Linked DNA regions of Sus scrofa: region 2 is linked to region 1. The links are chromatin contacts, called in public Hi-C maps. All regions are on one chromosome and are shown on one strand. Each heading gives the region's core, a stretch centred on a gene start, on an enhancer-like site or on the middle of the called end of the contact. The rest is flanking DNA. Distances are from core to core; before and after follow the strand shown. Region 1 holds the start of NDUFAF2 (mimitin, mitochondrial). Region 2 overlaps LOC102167681 (a long non-coding RNA gene).

What was found. A called contact is a pair of places that touch in the nucleus more often than the background predicts.
Region 2: a Hi-C map of skeletal muscle shows a contact between it and region 1, with 4 times the contacts expected there. The contact joins the enhancer-like site here to the promoter of NDUFAF2 in region 1. A contact is called at or near these places in 17 of 47 Hi-C or Micro-C datasets (alveolar macrophages, blood, brain and 12 more) and 2 of 2 datasets of contacts at active chromatin or transcription factors (alveolar macrophages and skeletal muscle).

The regions. Positions count from the first base shown.
Region 1 is chr16:39,765,203-39,771,879 of Sscrofa11.1, forward strand. NDUFAF2 (mimitin, mitochondrial) reads left to right here and starts at 5,196. Exons shown (of 4, transcript XM_021077006.1): 1 at 5,196-5,418. The coding sequence starts at 5,292. ERCC8 (DNA excision repair protein ERCC-8) reads right to left here and starts at 5,128. Exons shown (of 12, transcript XM_003133989.6): 1 at 4,972-5,128. The coding sequence starts at 5,048.
Region 2 is chr16:40,439,261-40,446,382 of Sscrofa11.1, forward strand. The region is part of intron 1 of LOC102167681 (a long non-coding RNA gene); the gene reads left to right. Among named protein-coding and RNA genes, the nearest start is that of ZSWIM6, 340 kb to the left of the region's middle. Within about 2 kb of position 4,906, at least 4 of the 83 cell types and tissues checked have an H3K27ac peak or open chromatin away from gene starts, as enhancers often do. A contact at or near this core is called in skeletal muscle, where this site is marked.

The sequences.
Region 1 (6,677 bases), core at 3,946-6,445:
CTGCATACGGAGAATCATGGACATTTCAACTGCTATGGGAAAAGACAATCAACAGACACCAAAGCTGAAATGAAACAAATGTTGAAATTATCTGACAAAGAGATTAAGGTAGCCATTAAAATATGCTTAAACAAGCAATTGTGAACATAATTGAAACAAATGTGAAAAAAGTAATAAAAAGAAGCAAATAAATAGAAGATGTAATTAAGGTATAACAGAAGATATAATCAAGAACTAAATGAAATCTTAGAACTGAAAAATATAAAATTATTCTTCATCAAAAAATTTAATTTTCATAAAAAACAATTTTTCTTATGGACTAAATAGCAGATTAGAGATGACAGAGGAAAAGTCAGTGACAATACTGGACAGAAATAAAGGCTGAAAACATCCCAAGTTGTAGAAGAATATAAACTATAAGAAGCAGAATAGGAGTTCCCCTTGTGGCTCAGCAGAAACGAATCCAACTGGTATACATGAGGACATAGGTTTGATCCCTGGCCTCATTCAGTGGGTTAAGGATCCGAAGTTGCTGTGAGCTGTGGTGTAGGTTGCAGACATGGCTTGGATCTGGTGTTGCAGTGGCTGTGGTATAGACCAGCAACTGTAGCTCCGATTTGACCCCTAGCCTGGGAACTTCCACATGCCAGGGTGCGGCCCTAAAAAGCAAAAAAAAAAAAAAAAAAAAGGGCAGAAGATTCTATGATAAATTCTAAGAAATCTATATGTAAATATATATTATATATATATTTTGCAAATACATATTATAATCAAACTGCTGAAAACTGAAAAAACCAAGAAAAATTCAAAGCAACTAGTGAAAACGGCAAATTACTTATAGAGAAACAACGATTCAAATGACTGAAGATTCCTTTTCAGAAACCAGAGATCCATGACACTTGCTCTAAAAGAATTGCTAAATAAAGTTCTTCAGACAGAAGTTAAGTGATATAAGGAAAGTTGGGATATCAGGAATGAAGAGAGAACAAAAGAAATATTAAATACCTAGGTAAATAAAATAGACAATGCTGTTCCTTAAAATATGTTTGATGAAACTGCAACATTGTCCAATGAAGTTTATATATAAAATGGCAACATATATGGTGGAGGGTAAAGGGTGATAAAGTTTCAATATGCCAAATGAAAGAGTAAAATATTGATTCTAAGCAGAAAATGAGAAGTCAGTGTTTTATAATTCCTATAGCAACCACAAAAAATATTATACAAAGATATACAGTTAAAATCATAATAGATAAATTAAAATGGAATACTAAATAATTTTCAAATAATCCAAAAGAAAGCAGGAAAGGGGAAATAAAAAATGTGAAACAATCAGCACTTTCATCCACTGCTGATAGATATGTAAGCTTTTAGAAAACCGTCGGCTTCTTAAAAAGTGCCAGGTATTCACCCAAGAGAAATAAAAGCCTATGTCCATAAAAAGACTTGTGCATGAATGTTTAGAGCAACTTTATACATAATAGCCAAAAACTAGAAACAACTCAAATGCCCATTAAGAAATGAATGGATAAGTAAGTCCTGGTATATCCACACAATGCAATATTCCTCATCAATACAAAAAAGAATGAATACATGCAACAGGATGGACAAATTTCTATTATTCTGAGTCAAAGAATCTACACAAAATTTCATTTATATGAAATTCTGAAACATACAAACTAATCAATAGTGACAGAAAGCAGATCAGTGGTTTGCTGGAGTAGAAAGAGTGTGCAACAGGGAAAGAAGGGAGAGAGGGATTTCAGAGACACAATGAAATTTGGGGGCTTGTGGATGTTTGTTATCTTGATTATGATGATGACATCGGAAGTGTTTATTTATGTCAAAACTCATTAATTATATACTCTAACTTAATGTGCAATTTACTGTATGTTATTGTACCTCAAAAAAGTTGTAAAATAAAAAAGGAGACTTTGAATTGTAAACCCTGCATTTTAGTGTTCATACCTTTGACCATAGCCAATGACAAGAAGCTAGGGCAAATTACAGTAGATATATTCTTGACTAAAACAGGACTGTATAGTTGTTTATTTAAACTAAAGCACGACTCGGGAGTTCCCTTCGTGGATCAGCAGTTAACGAAACCCACTAGGATCCATGAGGAGGTGGGAGTAGATTCCTGGCCTCGCTTAGTGGGTTAAGGATCCACCCTTGCCGTGAGCTGTGGTGTAGGGTGCAGAAGCAGCTCCGATACCAAGTTGCTGTGGCTATGGCATAGGCCAGCAGCAGTAGCTCCAATTTGACCCCTAGCCTGGGAACTTCCATACGTCGCGGGTGAGACCCCAAAAAGCAAAAAAAACCCCAAAAGAACCCCACACAACTAATGAGGGGAATCAAAGAAAAAAAAACAAACTACCTTAAACACTTTAACTTAAATATACAAGTAGTTCTTATTTCGCATCGTCTGATATATGTGAATTTCAGCTAGCATGATTGAGTTAATACCAGACCATGACATGATTTAAATCTCAGTTATTGTGGTATATTTACTGTGAGTAATAGCATAAAGAACAAGGTTTGGTAATTGCTTTTCAGTTCACAAAAGATTATGAAAATAACATGCACATTATAATTGGTGACCACTTGGAATGATTTCCTTCAAAGTCTTGGATGATCACTGTACATTTGTTATTCAGTTCATACACAGCATTTAGCTTTGTTACCATCATGTCCCTGAGATAAACCCACAAGGAATTTCTCAAAACACATAACTGAATGAAGGAACCGGGAAATAAAACTAAAGTGTACGAAAGCAACACAAAGTGATAATGCTGGAAGTGAAACTCAAATTGAATGTAAATGGAATTATGGAAGATATAGGTGACTATGGGACTGTTGACTCTGCTGCCATTTTAGGAACTCTAGATGAGCAGACCAAGGAAGGCAAACTTATCAATATAAATGAGGAAAAGTGTTTGTGATGAAAAGGCTGAAGATGTCCTAGAGGAAGAGACACTGGCAAAAATCTTCACATTAAAAAAGCTCTGAGATATTTCATGACATTGAGGATGTAAAGGAAAAAATGTTGGAATCTGATACAAACTTAGAAAGGAATGTAATAATTAGCTAATGTATAGAAAAGATGCTCAGCTTATACTGTAAGTTGTGCAATGATTAGAAAGACAAGCACTATTCAAATTACTTTTTTTTTGGCCTTTTTTTAGGGCTGAAACATAGTATTTTACTTAAAGTGTATTAAGTGTTAGTTTTACTATTTTTTTCATTTCCCTATCCATACATAACAGAGTATTCTAGTGTTTTGACGAAAAAATTTTAAAGTCACAGAACAACTGTAATTTTCCCCATTAATTATTAAGATTATTATTAAGATCATAATGCCAAACCCTCTTCCAGGCAATTGGAATACCAGGATTAAGGAGACAATATACTACCAAGAAAATAAACACATATACAATTTCGGTGGCAATAAACTGAATGAAGAAAATAAAGCAGAGTAATGGGATGGAGAACCATTGAGAGCAAAGAAGGGATTTGGGAGCAGCGACTGACACATTTGATAACTTCCTCTTTAGACAGTCTTCCCTTAGCAGCCATGATACCTCATTACCCTGATTTTCCTTCTATCCCTCCGGTTACTCCTTTTCAGTTCCTCTGCAATCTCATTTTCTGCTTAACTTTAAGTGTTAATATTTTTCAGGTTTTTTTTATCATTGAATAGCTTCTCTCTCTTTACTCCACAAATAGTGGCTAGGAAATCTTATGTCCCCCTTGCTTCACATATCATCTTGCATTAAAGATACCTAAATTTCTCCTGAGCATCAAACGTATATATGCAACTGTCTACTCCACTCTCCAAGTGAAATCTTCACAAGTTCCTTGACAGCAATATGGGAAAAATCAGTATGAGCAAAATTAAAGTAAAACTTGCTCCCTCTTTGGGAAAAGATAACACCATGATTCACCCTGCCACACAAGGCACATAGCTGGGAATCATTGCTGATTCCTCCCTTTTCATCATTTTCCTATATCCAATTAATTTCCATGGTGACTGCATTTCTTATTTTTCAAGTATCTTCATCCTCTTTGTTCCAACTGCCAAGTCCCTGGCTCAACTCTCTCCTTGCAAGTTACCTAACTTAGCTCCCAGTCTTGCTCTGAACTTCAATTCATTCTCCAAGCAGATGACAAAATGCAATACTTGTCACTTTATTCTCATCTTCATACCTCTCAACCAAGCACACAAGTCTCTTCCTCATCTTGCCTCTGCCTACTTCTCCAGCTTCATCTTTTGTCAGTGGCCCTCTCTCTGCTGAATCCTCTGCTGTAGTTACGTTAAACTTTGTTCATTTCTGGCCCGTGCTCTGCCTTTAACATATTGCTTAGCACACAGAAGGATCTCACTAAATACATCGACAGAATGAAAGACGGAATTCTTGGAGGAGAGTTACTCCTTGGGAGGTGAGGAAGGAAGGAGGGAGAAGGAATAAAGTAAAACAAAAATATCCTCGGGAGTTCCCTGGTGGCCCAGTCGGTTAAGGATTCAGCCTTGTCACTGCTGTGGCTCTGGTTACAACTGTGGCTAGGGTTGGATCCCTGGCCCTAGAACTTCCCTATGTCCCAGGCCGGGCCAAAAACCAAAACAAACCAAAACATAAAAAACCCGCAAATTTAAAGAATGTGTGTGTGCCTGTATAATTGAGTTACTTTTCTATACAGCAGAAATTGGCACAACACTCAATCATAAAATAGCGAATTAAAAAAACCACAAAAATATCCTCATTAGGTTTATAGCGCCTTCACCCGATTTCACGATGGTACCCACCTGACTACAGGTATACAACAGATATTTTATTTTTTCAAGACACAGGAGTAAAGTCGAGCGTGGTGGGAGTAAAAGGATAATGAGGAGGGAAAGTATGAGCAAGGCTAACATAGCCATTGGTTCAGATTTTAACTGGCGTACTAGAAAAAAACTAAGGTTTTCTTTACCTCCGTGTGGACTCCGCTCTCCGTAGGCGAAGAGGGTCCTCCAAACCCGCTTGTCGCGCCGACAAAAACCCTAGCATCCCTTCCTTTTACCCCAGGTGGAGAGCTGGACGCCGCCATGACAGAACTCGGAGGCAGCGGGTGTAGCAGCGGAGTCTCACATTGGTTAAGCATGATGCGATCCCACCAATGGTGAGTGCCGTTACTAGAGGGTGGATTGCTCTCAGCCGGTGGGCGGGGTCGGCGGCGGGGGCGTTCTCCCCTTGGTAGCCTGGATCCCGGCAGGTCTTACCGCTACTGGCGCTGGAAGGTGATCCGGAAACATGGGCTGGCCTCAGGGTTTGTTCCGCGTCTTGTGGCGAGCACTGTCGAAGGAAGTGAAGGAGCAAGTGGGCACAGACCGGTTCGGGAACAAATACTACTATATCCCGGAGCACAAGAACTGGAGAGGTGAGATGTGGGCAGGGGCGCAGGTTGCGCGGTCACGAAGTGAGAGGAAAGGGGGAGCGTCTAGTTAACTAAAGCGACGTGCGGCACTTGTGATAATCACCAGAGTGCACAACCCGAGTTGGTTATCTCGCCGCCCCCTCCACTCTGGCCGCTGGCTTTGCGTCCGCTCTGGGTGAGCGGCCCCATGTGTGACCGAGGTACCTCAGCTGCAGCGCCGGGGTCCGCAGCCTGCCGCGGCTGGCGCTAGCACCGCACTCACCCTTCGCCCAGCACCTACAGTCTTGCAGGTGGAGGGCGCCCCAGTGTGGGTGTTTACCATGGGGCGACGTAGACGGGGACTAGTCCACTGAGGCCTTTTACCAAAGGTGCTTGAAGTGGCGGGGAAGTGCCTTTCCTCCTCCGTGCCGGCTTTGGGAGCAGGCCGGCGTGAAGTAATTTAAGAGGTGTATTTTCAGCGCCTCCGCTCTCATCTTTCTTAGCGTTAATCTTTTTTTCCCCGTGACTTTGGCATTGGCCCCATGCGTCACCTTCCTTATGGCCAAAACTGTTTGAAGTAGGTCCATGTACAGTGACAGTATGGAAGAAGATACCCGCAAGGCTCCAGGTTACCTTTACTGCGAGGTTGCCCTCCAGAAACTTGTTGAGCTCACTTTAAGATACATGGTTCTAACCGTACTTCTGTGTAGGAATGTGCAAAGTCTTGGTGTTTGGGGAGGTAGGGACCTTCCTGTCCATTGAAATCACACCACGTGGCAGCCGTCATAAGCTGTATTGTTCAAACATCACGATTTCAGAAGATCTCAAGCTTTGGGTTTAGAAACGTTTGGGTAAGAATCTCGACTTTGATACCTAATAGCTGAGGGATCATGGACAAAATATTTATCCTCCCCAAGTCTTAGTATCTTCACCTCAAAGTTAGAGATGATAATAATAGCAACAATATTGAGAAGCACTAAGACCTTTCAAAATTGTGTTCTGTTCATTTCCTTTAACGCCTGACAGAGGATTTCTCCTTCATTCCTAGTGGAGCCACAGGTAAAGTGTGTTGCTGGATTTATAACTCAAACTTGTTTTGCCTAGCCCTTTTCTGTAACTTAATATTTTAGACTTGTTTCTCTAATGAACATGTAGATTCTAATAGAGCAGTAAATAACCTAGCTTGGTGGTGAAGTATTTCTTGACAGATTGCAAGCAGGGTGAAAGGTGTTTCTTTTCCATAAGTTGTTATTATTATTAGGGCTGCACCTGGGGTATGTGGA
Region 2 (7,122 bases), core at 3,656-6,155, 670 kb after region 1:
CTTCTGAAGGCCCAGGCTATTGCTGGGGTCACTATGGGCAGACAGGTGCTCTGGGGGCAAGTGACCTTCATACAACTTCAGAACCAAGCCTGCACCCAACTGGGCCCCCTGACCTGTTGGGCTTTCTCTGTGTGAGCTTCTTGACTTTACAACCATGTAGCCAGAGTGATAGAGACACCGTGTGTGTACACGGTACAATGCAGCAAATACTGGGGATCATGAGCAAGTGCCAGGCACAGTTCTCAGGGCTAGTGGTACAAAGAGAAAGGAAGTTTTCTTGCCATCAGGCTCAATGATACTCCTTGAGACTTCTAGTGACATTGCCTTGAGGAGAAGTGTAGGTCCACAGGGATTACCTGGGACCCGACCCCTCAGCACCATGCAGCCACCTGGCATATTTGTGGCTAGAGGGGTTCAGAGTTGGTTTCTCAGGGGAGGTGTGACAGAGGGAAGAGAGAGTTGTGTGGGTGGAATTTAGGGTTGTGGTTTTCAGACTGGGGTGTGGGTACCTCCAGGGGCTCTGTGAGATGATCCCCTGGGAATGGGCGGAGAATACTGAAGCTCTTACTATCCTGGCTTTTTAAAAATCTTGTGGTTTATGCCCTTCTATTTCTGTGGTTTGTTTTAAATTGATAATGTTGATCCAGTAGTAAAGTTTATGTAATTTATGAATTAATGGATGGATGAACTAATGTCAGAAATATGTGCCTGATTATTATTTTTTTATTTCACTGTTGGTTGTACATTGTGAAATAAATTCATGACCCTTGCTTTAGAGTATTGTCAAAAGAGTGGTTGAAGTTTTGGGTTCTAGAGTCTAGGTTGGAAGGGGAAGGAAGCCAAACCACAAGGGAACTGAGGGAACAGGGGAAAATGGAAAGAAAGGGGGGGTGGTGGTTGGAGATAGAGGATACTTCAGTGGGACCAGGCGAGGTGATTCCAAAATCAGATTTGTGACTAGGAGAGGGAGGGAACGAAGGAAGCCAGCACTCTGGATGTGTTGTCCACCTGGGTATTAACGTGCCCGAGTTCATGGCACGTGCTGGGGTAGAAAAGAAGATGGTCAGTGATAAAGAGGCCAGGGGGAGGTCTGGGTGATGGTGGGAGAACAGGTGGCAGAAGGAGAGAAGGAGGGATTTACATGAAGGTAGAAGAGTCATGGTGTCTCTGAGGGGTAAGGAGGACACAGATCCTCCCTCTCTAGGCCACAGGAGTCTGGGAGGAGTGGGCGTGGGATGGGCAGTGCATGGGTGAGAGAGCCAGGCTCCAAAGGAAACAGCAAGAGAAAGGAAAAGTCCTCACCCCCAGGCTAAAGTCAAGGTGGAGTTTCTCACCATGGAACAGAGGTACCAGAAGGCACTGGAAAAGCTCTGCAGTGAGGGGTGCAATAGGAGGAGGTGTTGGAGGAGAAGATGGGAGCGGGCTGGAGGTGATTCTGTGAGGAAAGAGGGAATACTGCCTGTGCTCAGGGCTCACCTTCTCCGCTGTGGGGGTGCTATTTTCAAATGCTCTGTTTGGCAGGTTGTGGAATAAATTTTGTAAGCATAACTGGCAATTTTTTTTAAAAAGAAAACTACAGACGTCTTTTTATTCAAAGACACAAAAACATGTTATCTGTGGGCGTGCCCAGTTACAGCCATAAACCATCATGCACTCTGTCAACTGAAACCCCTAACTGAAACCCATAACCTTTTCTTTGGTCTTTTTATTTTTTTATTTCAAGTGATTTCTCTGAGGTTATTGGTGAGAAACTCAGCCCGGAACTTCCTGTAATAGTGCATTAATACTGATAATGCACTATTTCAGGAATGAGAACATGCCACCTCCACACCACCTCCACCCACTTGACCCACGCCAGGTCCTCCTTCTCTTCAGGATCTTTGTGACAACTTCTGCTCTGTTGCACATAGCAGCCTCAGCCATGAAGCAGCCCTGAGTGCCCTAGTCCTGCCAGTGATGCCTTTTTCTACCCTAACCATCTCTCTAAGCAGAGCCTCCCAGTCAACTTCTGAATGACTCTGTCTAACGTTCTTTGCTGTGGAGGATCCTTCAAACTGTCCTTCTTGGTAAAATCATGGCAGGCATTTTGAATATTTTCAAAAATAATTTTGGTATCAGTTTTTAAAATCTTTATGGGATTTAGTGAGCCCAATGCTGGAATAGATTGAAACCAAGCCTAACCACCTCCTAGAAAGATGCCTTCTTCAAAAGCAGCTGGGGCAGCATTGAGTCCATCTGGAATTCTTTCTTTTCATACATTCTACCTCACTTGTCCCACCAGCCTTCAGCATGGCTGTTGCATCTGAATATTTTACCATATACTGATTCAGTTCTTCCTTTTTGTACTCTCTAGCAATCTTTCTTGAATATGTTTTTCAATTTGTGACTGATCACCTTTTCCTTTCAAGAGCCTAGAGTCACCTTTGACCTCAATGACGTCTGCTTTTCTGAGGCTGAACATCTTCAAGATTTAGGGTCAGCCCCTCCTCTCTAAACACCTGCAATAGCATTTAGAAATGAGTAAGTTCTAGGGTTTAGTTTTTCTTTATCATACCAAATTTATTCGTAATACATTATGCAGGTGTTTTGATGAGAAGCCAGAAACATCTTGAGACACCATATTTCTCTGAAATGTGAGAATTTAAGACTATTGCTGTTCCAGGACAAGTCTTGTGAATAGAGCTTTTCATTGCATTCATTTGCATTATTTTGCTCACTTCTCAGAACTCTTGTCAATTAACAACAGCCTGATCTTGCAGTTGAGATAGTGGAACCCAGAGAAAATTCACCCCAAGTCACATACTTGGAAGATGGTGGAGTCAAGACTAGACCCAGTGTTCTCTCTATGAGATCATTCTGCCTTTCAGTGTTAAGGACAGATCAGACAATAAGCTCATTCCTGATCAGGCATGTGGCAGGTGTGATTTGGAAGGTTCCCTTCTTTGTATCTAATTCAACCCCATCTTCTAGACATTCAGTAGAAGTATCTAATTAGGAAAAATGCAAATTATTTAACTGTGTACCTATAAATATTATCCCTGGAAAGAAAAGGAACATTTGGTAAATGTGAAAAAAATATGGGGAAAATTTGCATGCTATCCTTGTGTAGGGGCCATGCTAATCTTCTCTGTATTGTTGCAATTTTAGTATACATGCTGCCAAGCAGTATCCAGCCTCTTTTAAAATGAATGTACTACAATAGAAGATACCAAAGTGTATCACCTATAGTAAAGATAAGTACAGTTTAGTGAGACTGTTGTCTTAGTTGTATGTATTTGTAGATAACGTGGGTCATGATTAAAATTTATCCCCAAATGTTGAAGAGGCACAGGTTTTGTGGAAAGATCATTAGAAAGTGGATCTGTTACTTGATTCCAGTCATTACTCTGCTGACAACCACCTGCATGAGCTTGGCCGAGAAACTTAACCCCTCAGGGCTCCCATTTCCTTATCTTTAAAATGAGCAGGTTGAACTAGATGTTTTTGAGATCTCTTCCTCCAAGATTGTATGATTCTGGCTATTCTTTCATGGCATCAGGGAGACACAAAAGCCTTCCAAATGAGGAAGCTGGATGGAGAGAGGTGGCTGGAGTTGAAAGGCAACATTAGCCAGGTGTGACACCTGACTTTGCCCCACGGCAGCTGCTGCCCTGGTGCTCATTCTTGCTACTTGTCATCTTGCTGGTAGCACCCCAAGAGGCTGCTGCTGCAGGGTGTGAGTGATGACATGGTTAAATCCAAGTTGGAGCCGGTGGACAGCAGTGGAGGTGAGGACTGCCAAACACATACACCTGGTGCCACACTTGGCACTGCTGGGTGCTAGGAAGCTGTTCTTGATGATAAGCAAGATAAATATTCTGACATGGAAGCAAAGAAAAGGCAACCTAAATAGAACACGTAGAGACTTAGGAGCCATTTTCCCTCTGCAATCTACAGGGCCCTGGAGTAATAGACGCCTTCCTTAGAAAAGAATAAGGGAAGGGAGCAATTTCAGAAAACATTCAACATGAAATGCTTAGTACAACTCCTTTTCTGATATAAATGAGTGCTTAGTTTTGTGTAAAGAACAGGGACCTGTTATCACTTTTCACTCATTTGATGCATAAGATGCAAAGCTAATTTCATGGTACAGAAACACCCAAGAGGTTGCTTGCTTTCTGTTAATATAAAAGACATCTTTGACACTGGCACAGAGGATATGTATATGTACACACACACACACACATACACACACACACACACACAGGAGAGCTGATAAATGCATTAAATGCATAAATTATTTATTGGTCCTAGCACAGCATGCACTATGACAAGAAATGAGATGTATCTGTGTGATATGCTTGCACATGTAGAAGTTAAGGGAGGATTCTCAGGTAGTACCAGGCCAGAAAACATTCTGCCTTTGAAGAACAAAAGTACAAAGATGTTCCAACAATTGAAGGTTATGGTTTTGCACAATGGCATATTGTTCATTGCATTTGGAAAGAGGGCGTGGAGAAGACAATCATCTTCCCCAGCCTGGATCTCTTTAGCATGATTCCATTTAGTGTCATCCACTCAGTAAGATTTAACAAGATGTGTCTGCTAGCCTGCAAAAAAACCTGGTTGACAAGAGTGTTGTGTGTCAGGAAGCAGATCAAAAGTGGGCTTGGTGGTTGTTGAACACTGCGTACTTTTACAGAAATAAATGAATAATTTAACTCATTTTAGTACTTGTGGAGGGCACTAAACTGACAGCTCTGGGGCCCAAGTCCTGACTGCTGCCCTGGTGCATCATGAGTATAAACATGGAAGCGACTGCATCCAGCCACAAAGATGAGCCTCTTACCTCAACTAGACTGAGGAGAAAGGGATCCTATTGGTTGGTCCAAGCATGATCATGGCTGTGCAGGAGGTACTGCCGGCCAGAGTGGAGAGGAGAAGCATGTGCTAGACTATCTTTTATATAGGTGACTGGGGAGATTTTAAGAGATGGATACATTTCTGTTCATGACCCACCCCAACTGGATTTAAACCTATGAGTCTAATATGGGATGTTGATGTAGCAACTTCTTCAGTTACTATGTTTACTTCCAAACCAAAGACAAAACAAAACAATCCAAAACCCAAACCAAAATACCTTTGAACGAAGTCCCAAGAACAGGAAGAAATAGTTCCAACCCATACTCACCAAGTGACGGTTATTTTTGGCTGTGGTCTGGGCTGTGGAGATGCTCTTTGGCTGCTGTCACTGTGCATGGCCGTCTGACTGGAAATTTTGTGAGCTGGGAAAGGGTTGGTTATATTTGGCCTCTGGAAGGGAAGTTGCTGAGATAGAGAGGCACCTTTGGATCACAGGGTTTGAACCCATGCCAATGGGAGGGAAAGCAACGCACCCATTTCCTGCTGTGGAAGCCAGTGGGACAGCACAGCTGAATCCTTTGGCAGGGTTGTGGGGGAGCTCTGCAGGGCAACATGACACACTATTGCTGGGGGAGCTTATTTCAGCCCAGTGAGACCACTGTCCCTGGCTGAACCAGCCAGGAGTGCTGGCACGGGCTCAGCTACTGTGTCTGCAAAGCGAGATTCATGCCCTCAGCTTTCCTTAGCCCATGGCATTCAGTCTAGGCTACTTCCTGCTCCTGCATTCATGGAGGTTTCCACATTGTTTACTGGTTATTATTCATATGTCCCATGTTTGCTACTAGATCGTGAGTGCTTTGGTTTTACCTTTGTGATCCACATAGCTTCCACACACAAGAACATTTTAAAAATCAAACATGTGCTAGGTTGCCCTCCCCCTTTAAGCTCTAGGTTATGTATATATAAAATTATTGAATCTTCAGTTGTGTTATAAAAAGAATGACACTCCAGTCATGATAGAAAAACAGGATTATTGTTTATGAATATACCACTAAAATATGCATTTTGTAAGGCTCATTGATTTATTCCCAATTCAAGAAACCACATAGACACACAAAATGGTTCATTAGATATTCATTATACCTCCTTAGCTGCTTTTATTAGAAATGCCCACAGTGCCAATGGCAAGGTTGACGTTTTCAGGGGTTGAATCAATGCTTGAAACTCATCAATTTCTTATAGGCAGTTCTGGTGTAAGGTATTTTGATGATTTTATAGAAATGTTTTACCCCATTAAAAAGCTATAACTTAAACAGTGACGCAGGGCAGGCTCATATTAGATGATGAATGACTTTGTGTAAGAGATTTTAAATTTGTCAAATCTGCATTAGAGAACTGTATTTGGAATTGGTTAGAAGGTTGGGTGACTTCTCCAGGTGAAAATGACATTTGTTTTATGGATCCCTCCAAAACAATTCCCCGGGAGTTTTCATTTGAATAAATCACGTCCCAGTTCAGCACTCCAGAGTCAGCATAGTTGGCTTAGCTGCTTCCCTGTTTCTTCTTTTTAGGAAAAAAGGCTCAATTTCTTCATTTGTAAAGAAGTGAGACTAGGTAACCTGAAGTGAGAATCTTTATATCCTCCATTCATTCATTCACTCCACACCTGTTTACTGGCACTAAAGAAACAGCAACATACAAACCCTTGTTCTCATGGAGATAACATCCTAGAAGGTGAAAGACAATAAACAAATAAGCTCCATGGATTGGAAGTGCCCTGAGGCAGTAAAGGAGGGTATTGTGATGGTAAATGGGGCAGGTGCCACTAGCCTCTCTGAGAAAGGGTCATTTCAGCTGAGAAGCCACCTGAGTGACCATCCAGAGGAGGAGCCTTGCAAGAGCAGGGGCCAGCCAAGGCTGTGGATGGTGGTACAACAGCTGCTCTAGGAAGAGAAAGCCCTGAGTGTTTTCTTTGTGGATCTTCTTTGCCCAGCTCTAGAGCTGTGAATACTTTGCTGCATGAAAATGAATGAAGCCAAGGGGGTTGTGTGCAGAAGGGAGGAAAATGACTGTAGGGGACACTGGGGTGGGTCAGGCAGGCACATTAAAGTAGGCTAGGTTGCACTGCAGAATGAACAATCCCACATCACAGTGGCTTAACCAAGCACAACCTACCTGTGGCACAGTCTGATGAGGGACCGAGGCTCCTACCTGAGCAGGGAAGCAGAGCCTTGCCAGCACATTTCCATCATCTTGAAGTCCTTTCTTTCCAGTCTTACA